Regions from separate parts of the Anas platyrhynchos genome. Here region 1 is linked to region 2. The links are chromatin contacts, called in public Hi-C maps. All regions are on one chromosome and are shown on one strand. Each heading gives the region's core, a stretch centred on a gene start, on an enhancer-like site or on the middle of the called end of the contact. The rest is flanking DNA. Distances are from core to core; before and after follow the strand shown.

The links. A called contact is a pair of places that touch in the nucleus more often than the background predicts.
Region 1: a contact with region 2 is called in a Hi-C map of F1 follicle, with 2.3 times the contacts expected there. The contact joins two enhancer-like sites.

The regions. Positions count from the first base shown.
Region 1 is chr2:46,206,335-46,211,723 of IASCAAS_PekinDuck_T2T, reverse strand. The region is part of intron 8 of SPIDR (scaffold protein involved in DNA repair); the gene reads right to left. Among named protein-coding and RNA genes, the nearest start is that of CEBPD, 92 kb to the left of the region's middle. Within about 2 kb of position 3,078, at least 5 of the 8 cell types and tissues checked have an H3K27ac peak or open chromatin away from gene starts, as enhancers often do. A contact at or near this core is called in F1 follicle, where this site is marked.
Region 2 is chr2:46,126,711-46,131,758 of IASCAAS_PekinDuck_T2T, reverse strand. The region is part of intron 5 of SPIDR (scaffold protein involved in DNA repair); the gene reads right to left. Among named protein-coding and RNA genes, the nearest start is that of SPIDR, 32 kb to the right of the region's middle. Within about 2 kb of position 2,993, at least 7 of the 8 cell types and tissues checked have an H3K27ac peak or open chromatin away from gene starts, as enhancers often do. A contact at or near this core is called in F1 follicle, where this site is marked.

The sequences.
Region 1 (5,389 bases), core at 1,829-4,328, 80 kb before region 2:
ATGCTATTACAAGGTTAATCGGTTATACTGGCAAGATTTAAATTTGAGTTATTTGGTGCCTAAGGAAAAAAAAAAAAAAAAGCAAAATAAATAACTTGTAATTTACACACAAAATGTAAATCAACCATGAAATGTAAATCAACCATGGAATTACAGCTTTACATAACAAAGTGGATACAATGCAATAAAATCGAAGTCTCAGAGGCACAGCCATCCCAAGGGATTTTCATACTGGTATGGCTATACCCCGCACAAGGAAGGGAGCTTTGCCTTATGTTAGCCCCAGGTTCCACCACTGCTCTGCCTTTTCTAAAACCACGGGAAGTCAAACAGAGAGGCTGCATCAAAGTTTAGCTGCTCCAACGCAAAAAAAATGAAACCCACATTTCTAACGCAGATAAGCCCAACACTGGCTGATAGCAAAAAAAAAAAAAAAAAAAAGCAGATTTTTTTTTTTTTATCATTTTTGCCCTCATTTTGTTATCTAACATACAGAACTTGCCTGCTTTCAGGAATGTTACCAACATATCATGAATCAGAGATTTTTTACTTTATGCTTTCTTCTGACAAAAATCAGAAGTTCAGGATTTGAAATGTGACTATTGCAATAATTTCTCTTCATTTTTGATCCTACTACATTTGTAAGACCAGAACTTTAAGCCACCCACAAAACAACAGATGCCTGTTTTGTGTAGGGCTTCAGGGTAATGGCTCCAGCTTCTCACTAACATTCAGCACAAGAGTGTCTGGTTCTTGAAACCAGGAGGGATTACTATTTAGGTCCACACCATTACAGTAATTGGAAGTATTTGTTCACACAATTCCATCTTAGTTTTGAACCTGCAGCTTTTATAGAAGTAATCATAGAGAAAGAGATGGAGGAACAAAGCAAAACGTGGTGCTTTCCCCATAGCCAGCTCGTACTCTCGGAAGTGTTCATTCTTGAGCCCTCTCAGTTCAGAGAAAAGATAAGTCACAAAGATGGGTTTAAGTCTAAGTCTTAAGCCAGACACATCAAAGGGAAAATTACCATTAGTACAACATAAGTCATATTCTAGTAATTAAGGGCCAGTATAGAGCTTAAAGAGCATTACAGCTCCACCTTTATCAAACTATTACCTCTGCTATGTATTATCAACATAGCAAAAGACTTAATCGCCCAGACACTCTGCCAACTCACTCTTCCCCGTAGAAACAAAACACACAAATCTATCTAAAAGGCCAATTTTCAACAGAAATGTACTGAAACTCCAAACTATAGGTGTAAGTTGCCGCGTAGTTTCACATCCCGCTAACGGCATGTTTATATGGCTTCCATGAGCCTGCTGGTATCAGCGTGCCTTGGAGCGTGCACATATAGGGACAGAAACACCAGTCCCCTCCTTCCCAGCCTTCACGAGAGACGCCTTACTCGGTTCATAGCTTTCTTGTTTGTTTGTACACGTACGTGGGTGTATTGGCTTTTATCAGACAAAGAAAGTGCACAAGGAAACTGAGGTAAAGCTAAACTGAAATAGACTTTCACATTTAGGACTCAAAATACTTATTAGCTCCATGCTTTCACTTAACTCACTGGCATACAAAATCAGGCAGTGCAGCTCAGGAACCGCATTTCCAAATTGCCACCATCTTGTACCATGGCCATTCATTTTGCACCGCTGTTTTAACAAAGTAATGGATAACTTAACTCCAAGACCAAGGGGCTGTTTTAAGCTAGTCCTGCAGACCTGGAGAGGGAAATCACATTTACTGTAGATTCAAAAGAGAAAGGAGAACATCAGTGACTTCTCAGAACCTCTACTAAATGGATTTGTCCAACCAATTGAATGTTTTTCTGAGCACATAGCTTCAGTCCTCAGAATAACGACCTACTGTTATAAAACCTGGAAACTCAGCATGCTTAGCTCGATTTCTAAGAGTGCAGGATGTCTCCTTTCCTGACTTTTTTTTAATTTATTTAATAAAATTAAAACTGTTACTGCATCAGCATGTCATGGTAACTGACTGAAAACAATATCTAGTTCTTAAATAGTATCCTTCTCTTGGAGATCTTTGAGAATTACACAAAAATTACAAGGCTCACACAGCAGTTTTAATAAATAGGTGTCTTGTGATTCCTGATTGAGTTAAGGTATTTTTCCCCTCATCTCAGGCAATCAGAAATGAAGGGAGAGGATGGCAACTTGTCTAAAGCGACCCAGCAGAGGAAGCTCTGGCTCACACTACAAGATGTTAGCTACACCAGTTAAAGGTGCTCCCACCCTCACACTGTGGTCTACCCCCACCTCTCATTTATCAGCTTAAGTCTGTGGGTTGTGCTGCAAAACCAGATCAAGGTCTCACCCAACTTGAAAAACAAAGCAAACTAACCCCCCCTGCCTTCAAAAAAAATGAGCATTTGATAGTTGGACCAGCCACCTTTGGCAGAGCCCCTGGTAGAAGCAGACTGGGCCATGTCACAGGAACACGCGGGACAGCCGGGGTGAAGGTGTGCCACGGGCCTTGACCACGGGTGCCAGAGCTCCTGGTACCATCCCCTACCTTACACTCTTTGCTGCCTTAAAAAAACATGCAAATTATAATCAAAACCCAGCTTCCAAGGGCAATGAGGTCTTCAGCACTAATACTGACTGTGACTTGCTGCAGCACAGTTGTGGTAGGCAGCCAGGAACTGCCCAAGGGTGTGAAAGCTGCTTCCAAAATCGTTTTTTTAATGTAACCTAGTTCCTGTAAAAACTGAAGCACCAAAATGGTTCAAATCCTAAGTTAACAGAAGTAAAAGAAAAATCTAAAACACTAAAGACTGCGATTTAAATACCTTTCTCAAAGTGTGGTACCTAACCTCGTTGCAGCTTAAGTCATTTATAATGTACCCAGAGTTGACCTTAGCTTTCTCACAGTGAGAATTTACACTCTTTAAGATAGGGCTCTTTATAGGGAGGCCCCTTATTACACTTGGGGCAGTGCTCTGCACCTTTCAGAAACTGCCTTCAGGCGCCCTGTGGCAGACAAGCAAGCTGCGTGCCTTTATGCTAGGGTGAAAAGTGAGTAATCACTGTACGAGCCTCTTAACAGATCATGTTCAGGGTCTTCAGGGGAAGAAAAATAAAAAGACAACAGAAACCTTTGACACAGAATTGACGTCACTTCTGATAGCAGTGTTTTGACACCAGCCTAGCAGAGACATGTAAGTGGGGCCGTGCTGTTTGCTCTACGGATCGCAGTTTCTTGCAGGTAGCTGGTGGAGAACCAGCTGGTTACAGGTCTGTGAGGCAGAATAACAACAGTCTCAATCACAATATGGAGCACTGACAGCAAAGCTGGAGACGGAAAGAAGAGAAATAACACACTTCAAACCACAAAAAGAATAAAGTAGGTGAAACTTACCACTGCCAGCGTGCTACAGAAGCGTAAGGGGACGGTGCTGCCTATAGAAATGCTTCTCCACTCCTCTGCCACAGGAGGCAGGAAAAACAGCTGGCAAGGTACCCAGGAATCAAGATGCTAATTCACAAAGAGTAAAATAATACACAACTGAAACTGACAGCATCTGTACAAAACTGATTCAGCTTGTCGCTGAGATGCTCCATGAAACCATCTGCAGAGCGTTGCATGCTGGCAGAGCCCTTGACCTGCATCCACACACGCAGGACATGGGTGTTTTACACAGTTCACTTTATTCCTTTGTTTTAAAGAGTTCTGTGGGTTTTGTTTGTTTGTTTGTTTTGACTTCATTTTTTTGAAGCAAATAAAAAACAAATGCAAGGAGGTCAACTGAACTCACAAGGCAGGAAGTTACTAAGTTGTTTTGTTTTTTTTTTTTGGCTAAGCTTTTAGGCCAGTGACTTCCCCAGAATTACCACCAGTACATCTCTGCTAATGGTTGAGATAGAAGCATGGCCACCAGGGCTTTTAAGCATTAATTTCTAGAATAAAAGCTGAGTCCTGCCCTTATTATATGCTTCACCACTGCTAATGTAAACAGCGCTGACCTACCGATTGATGGCAAATCCTAAGCTTTCCAAGTGGAGACAAAACCTCACAAAAACTCCTTTCATTACGGGAAGGCAGAGTGGTCAGAAATCAGTGTGGACTGGCAAGATACATTGTCTGGATCGCAGATAGATCAAAGTAGCTGAAGTTCTTCATGTCATCTAAAACCTGAGCTTTGCAGGAGATCTTTGGCACACACACCTCTGAGTCAGCAAATCGCCTTCATTTGACTTTCCAAAGTGTTAGGGTTTATCTGATGATAAATCCTCCTTTTTACTTAACACAAGGAATTAAGAAGCAATTACATTATATTTACACATTTATAAACTATGGGTTGCCTTTTTCTAAGGGCGCTGGATCCTTTAATCCTTCCTTAATCTAATCAAACAAGTGGGCGACAAATAAAGCACAAAGGGATGTGGCTGCCCAACCACAAAGTTGCAAAGAAACAATCCAAGACTCCGACAAACGATGGAGGACAGGCAAAAAGATCAGCTCCAGTGGGAGCAGAGCAGTACAGGCAGCACAACAAATACTGCTGGCTTATATTCAAAGCTGCAGGGGTATAACTTACATCGCTGCAATGTATTTCCACCACATACAGATATGGGGGTTTAAACACATCCATTTATGATACCACAGTGCCTCAAGCTGTGAGAAGTCTAAAAAAATATGTAGACATTTGGACAAAAAACAGCCTAAACTTATATATCACTGGAATTGATCTAGAAGCGTTTGGTGTTTTTGGAGCCAAACGTTCAATAAATGCTGAAAAAAAGTCCAAAATGTTTGTTGGGGGAAAAATACCACTTCCTCAGTAATATGAGGAAAAAAAGACCAAGCTGAGAAAACTCTTAACTTGCTTCATATTGCAAATGTCTCACTTTTGGATACTGACAGTTCATTACACAAACCTTTACAACAGTTTACCAGAAGCACTTACTAAGCTTCAAGCCTCAGAGAAAAGATAGAAGGATGGGTTTTCCTTCCAGGTGAATGAATAAACCCCAGCATTGCACAGATGACAAGTGAAATACCACATTCCTATTGCAGAGCTTTAGTGGGAGTAGGCAAGTTGGGTATGTGGTGCTGTGTCACCAGAGGGATTTCTGTTTGGGAGAAGCTGGAGCTGGGTTTCCCAGAAGTGTCAGCCAGGAGCATCAGGACTGGGCAAAGCCCCACCTCTCCCCGAGCAAGCACCCTTGGCAAGTATTAGCCCTATATTACGCATTGCTTAACTTGCAGAGGAGTTCAGATTCTTTTTCCCCCCTTAGCAGAAAGTTTACTTGCCTAGACCAAACCCACATACGGAAAAAAAGAGCTCTGACAGCAGCCATTTCTGAGTTTTTCTCCCGAAAACGTGTATACTTCACATTTTATTTTTCCAGACAAAGCT
Region 2 (5,048 bases), core at 1,744-4,243:
GCAATTAGCTTGCTTAAAATGGGATAGATGGTAGCTGAACTGTGTCTTTGAGGGGCTGTGAGGGCAAAACCAACCTAGAGCACCGTTTAGAGGAAACAAGATTTCGGCAGGCCATGCCTTTGAACTCTGTATTGAACTATGTTTTCTACACCCATCAATCTCTCAAAAGCTTGAGTAGCCCAGGTGTACAAAAAATTTCACCCTGCGTATTCAGAATCACATCTACCTCCATGCACAAGACAACGGAAGAGGAAATCCAATGAATGTGGGCAAAATAATGTTCAGCAAAAAGAGAAAAACACTGGTGTCCTTACAGATTTAGAGGCAGAAAAAGATATTTACAGTAGCATCTTTCTTCCCTCCCCTCCCCACCACCCCAAAAGTAAATCACGCAGCCGTGCGTACTCCTGCATGGTGGCTTTACCATGCTGAGTGACTAAAAGTGACGACGATGACTACAGGCCATACTATGCATCTTGAGATGTTCTCCAGTTCAACACCGAGGGGCCAAATGGGGCTACCGTGTATCTAAAATACTTTACTCTGATGAAAGGTGCAATTATATAGTTAGTCATAATAGCCTCCATACTTTAAAGAAACCCACCTCTCCTCCAGGGGAAGGGAAGGGAATTATGCTACTTTATTCATCCAAACACACTCTCAGTTAAATTCAAATACAACATGCGGACCAGATAAATACAGTGACACACAGCCACAAACACTTAGTAATCCGAGATAGAACAAGGAGATGAATCTTTTAACCTATAATCTTCGCGAAGGGAAACTAAATCTTATGATTAAGAGTTCTGTCATATCTGTACAGGTATCAGCGGAGGCTGTGTTTTCTTCTCAACTGTCACAAGAAATTCATGGTGTGTTTAAGGCCTAAATATGAGCTGAGACGCTGCAAACATTGGGTTTGACACAGGTCTTAAGGGATTTACTTGTTCATATGGCTAGCATGTAACTTCATTTTATGGATGCCCACAAATATTTTGCATACAAGAGTAGGCTGGCTCTAACAATCTTATTCTGTCTTGCCGTATTGTCAGCTCTGCCGTAGATTTGCTCCTTTATTGTTACATTCACCAAGTCATCACTCCATACCCACAAAAATAATTATTTTCGTCCAGGAAGGACTTCCTTGGCTTAGGTCACCTTTCACAGAAATGTAGTTGACTTCAAATAACCGCTACTATTGACACATAAGAAAAGATAAGGAAGATGATTTTTGTGTGTAACTACAGCTTTTGGACTAACACTTCTGGCTACACAGGAGAGAGGGAGAAAACAAGGAACTTCAACCTTTTACGTTTTTTTTTTAATCAATACTCAAAGTCTAATTTCAATATTACCCAAATAATTCAGATACTTTCAGCAGTGAGCGCTGTCTGGAGACCCTCCAGGAGATTCAGTTTCCTGACAAGACAAATGCAGACATAGCACAGACCCAGCTCGCTCAAACCTGAAAGGTGAGGCAGAGTCCACACAACATCCTGATCCACAGCAGTCCCAGCCTCCAAACTGAACGAGAGAATTGGGTTGGATGAAAGACATCATGTTTCAGGGGAACAAGCAAGGGAAAGGGTGGGAAGCACAAGAGAAGAAAAATCACCACCCTTGCCAATGAAGTTTCCAGTTATCCTCACTGATACTTTTACTCTCTGGAAACTCTCCTGAAATAAAATACTTGGAACATTCAGTGTGCATTCAACAACTCTAAACAAATCTAGTGATTTTTACTGTTTAACCTTCCCACTTCCAACATTTTTTTTGTAAGCACTGATGTGAGAATTTTGAAGTCTTTTGTAGATCAGCAACTGCACATACACTCCCCGTACTTACCGCCCGACAAGGGAGGGTGCTGACCAACAGATGCACCACATTCCACATAATTTGCTAGATAACAGAAGTATAAGTCATCTTTATGCTCGCACACATTTTTAATCACCATCCTTTGCCCAACATAGCTTAGTGGTCAGGTCCCAAGAACAATTTTATGGAGTTCTGGCATCCACATTTTTTTCCTAAGCATTCAGTGATCTAGGTTTCCAGATCTTTTACAGTGCTACCTATTATTCTTTAAGATCTTCCACAGTTGGTAATATTGGGGATAAAAATATCAATGATAAAATTTTGTCTATTTTCTTGCATCAGTAGAACTATACAAATAACAAAAACGTAGATCTAAATATACTATAAAGCAATAAAATTACAAAACAACATAAAATGGCTTTATGGGAAAGAAGGATGGGAATTTTTTTCCCCACATTTCACACCATCTCCTTCCCCCCACACACCCAATTTGGGTGAGGTAGGAAGCAAGAACTTTTAATTTTTGCCCTGAAACATACTTGAAGTAATTGCAAGTGAGTGACACCTAGTGATGAACACAAATCTGATCATCCTCCACTCTCCCACACAGAGAAGATAAGCCAGCAAGCACCAACAGGTAACTTAAGAGTGGGTGTTGAATCATGGGAACCTGACACTACTATGTTTCTCTCCCTTAAAAGCCAAACACCAATTGAGCCAAGACACAGAAACCTGATGCACAGCTAAAAAGAACAAAATAAAATAAAATAAAATAAAAAAGGCTAATCTGTGCAAATGAGAGATGCTCAAAACATACCTAAATTATGACTTGTAAATTTGCTTCTCCATTCTCTTTAAAATTAGTCCCCTCTCTCTAGGGACACCAAATCCTCCCTGAGTTCTCATTCTCTATTAAAATTTAAAAAAAAATAATCCCCAAAGCAAATGGAAGAATGGGTTTTTCATCAAATACTTAAGTATCAACAGTTGTCTTAGAGACCATTTACTGATGTCTCTGGCATTACAACTACTGTCCTGTTATAAGGATTTTATGAGTTTGTCAAAGACTTTTATTTTGCCAGTAGTTCCAAAATTATTGCTCACAGAGCAGTTACTGGAAGTGAAGGGGAGGGGAGGGGATCTAGTGTGATTTGTGGTAGGGTTACAGGAAGGAAAAGTATGCTACTATGCAAAGTAGCAACAACACAGTCCCCTGAAAGGGAAGCTGGAATAAAGAGACAGACAAAACCGATCTGACTTTTTAACACCATAACACAAGACAATCTTGCGTATGGGAAGCTCACCCTGAAAGAAGGGATTTCTTCAAGTACCGTATTTTCAAGGGTAGCTCAAACCTCAGGGCTAAAAGAACAAGACACAAACTCCTGTAGGAAAGGGAAGCAGTTAAGCTAGCCCAGCCATGAAGTTTTCATGCACTCTGTGCTGTTTCATGCATTTCATTTTTGTCACGAGCAGGATTTTGTCCCTGGAATCTCACGGCTGCTCCTGCTTTAAGGACAAAATATACACCGATTAAAAATCATTACAAGGACAGAGTCAAAAAAAAAACCAACGAAAAATAGTGGTCAGAGAAGGGGAAGCACTAAACACACACTGCAGCTTGCAGACCTTGTTCTGCTCTGCAAACCCATGCGCATCTCATTTCTCTCTCCTCACAAACTTGTGAAAGGTGAGGCTTTTTTTTTTCTTCTCCCAAATCCTTACCCAAACCTGAAATAAAACTGAAAAACCCTGAACAATTTAAAACCCTGAAAGCCCAAGCTCTTTGGAAAACTAACACAAGAGAGCCACCTATCATGTGAAGACAGGACTGACACTGCTCGTGGAGCCTACGCTGAAACTTATTTGAATGAACTTGACCCAGTTTGGCTTCAGGCCAGTGCTCAACGTCACTAAATGACTTAACAGAACACAGTGTTCCTGGCACGGGCACAAAAATGTGTTGAAATCCATGCCGGAGAGAGGAAAAAAGTCAGTGTATGTTTCAAATTAATAAAGGAAAACGGTAATAAAAAGGTAATAAACACAAAGATGACATTAGATGTGTTTTAAAACACATCTGCTGCCTTTTTTTTCCCCTTCCCATCTCTGATTTAAATTTTATCTTTTGGCATTCCTTCCCTTACCAGAAGTGAAGTGAACGAAGAGTTCTCCCTACGACAAGCCCTTCCCTGCCTAAATCCCAGCCTACGCGCTCTCCCTCTCACCTCTCCTGGTGCTGTACCTGGAAAATTCCAGCACACCTTTCAGCTAGAGAAGGGCGGGAGTGACAAGCTGTAAAGGCAGGGAGCTGCTCATGACTCACTTCCTCTCCAAACCTTCAAGTAAAGGCGACACTGCAGGTATCTCATCCTGTGCTTCTATAGGGGATAATCTGCTATCAAGTTATGTCATTCACAAACGGATTATTCTGAGGTTCTGCCACGAGATAAAAAGCAAACAAGTAGAAGGACGGGCAATATAAACTTGATGAACCATGAACCTGATGTACTTCCTCTGTATAACATATGGATCTGAGCTTGCTTCTCCTCATTTCCTCACCCTGGGACTGCCCCCCTCTCCCTCCCCCCCAAGCCCAGTCTCAAGTCCTGCTTCCTCTTTCCTTCTGTTATCACTTCTGTCTCCTGCATCCCACCCTCCTCTTCCAGGAATGATGAGGATATCTGACACCTGTAGGTGCACGATCACAGCTCACAGACAGGCTGAGAGGACTTTCCCCAGTCACCCATTTGGGTGGTGGGCCCGTTCCACCACCCATGACCCCATCCATGTCCTGACAGCACCTTGCAGCCAGGCCCTAAGTAACACAAAAGCAGGATAACAGACCCAGTAGCTGATCCAGCACCCTCCATCCACCTGCTGAAAAATACAGCATTTTTGCCTACTTACAGATTCTCTGGTAACACACTCAAGGCACGCATCAAGGAGACGATCCATGTCCCTGGCCAGGTCTTCCAACATCAGGAGCACGTGTTACATGTGAAAGTTACACTGAGGATTTTTTGCCTTAACTATTACATACTGCAAGCTACTACTACAACTGCAAAGAAACTGCTAACGAGACAATAAAACTTGTGCAGGAAGTTATTCGGTCCCTGTTTAGTATCACAGAAAATCCGTTCAGAAGTCATCTTCTTTGAAAACATCTTTCAGAGTCCTGCTTGTGACTTAAAATAGTATTAGCTCTAGTACTATAGTGGTTTACCCGTAAT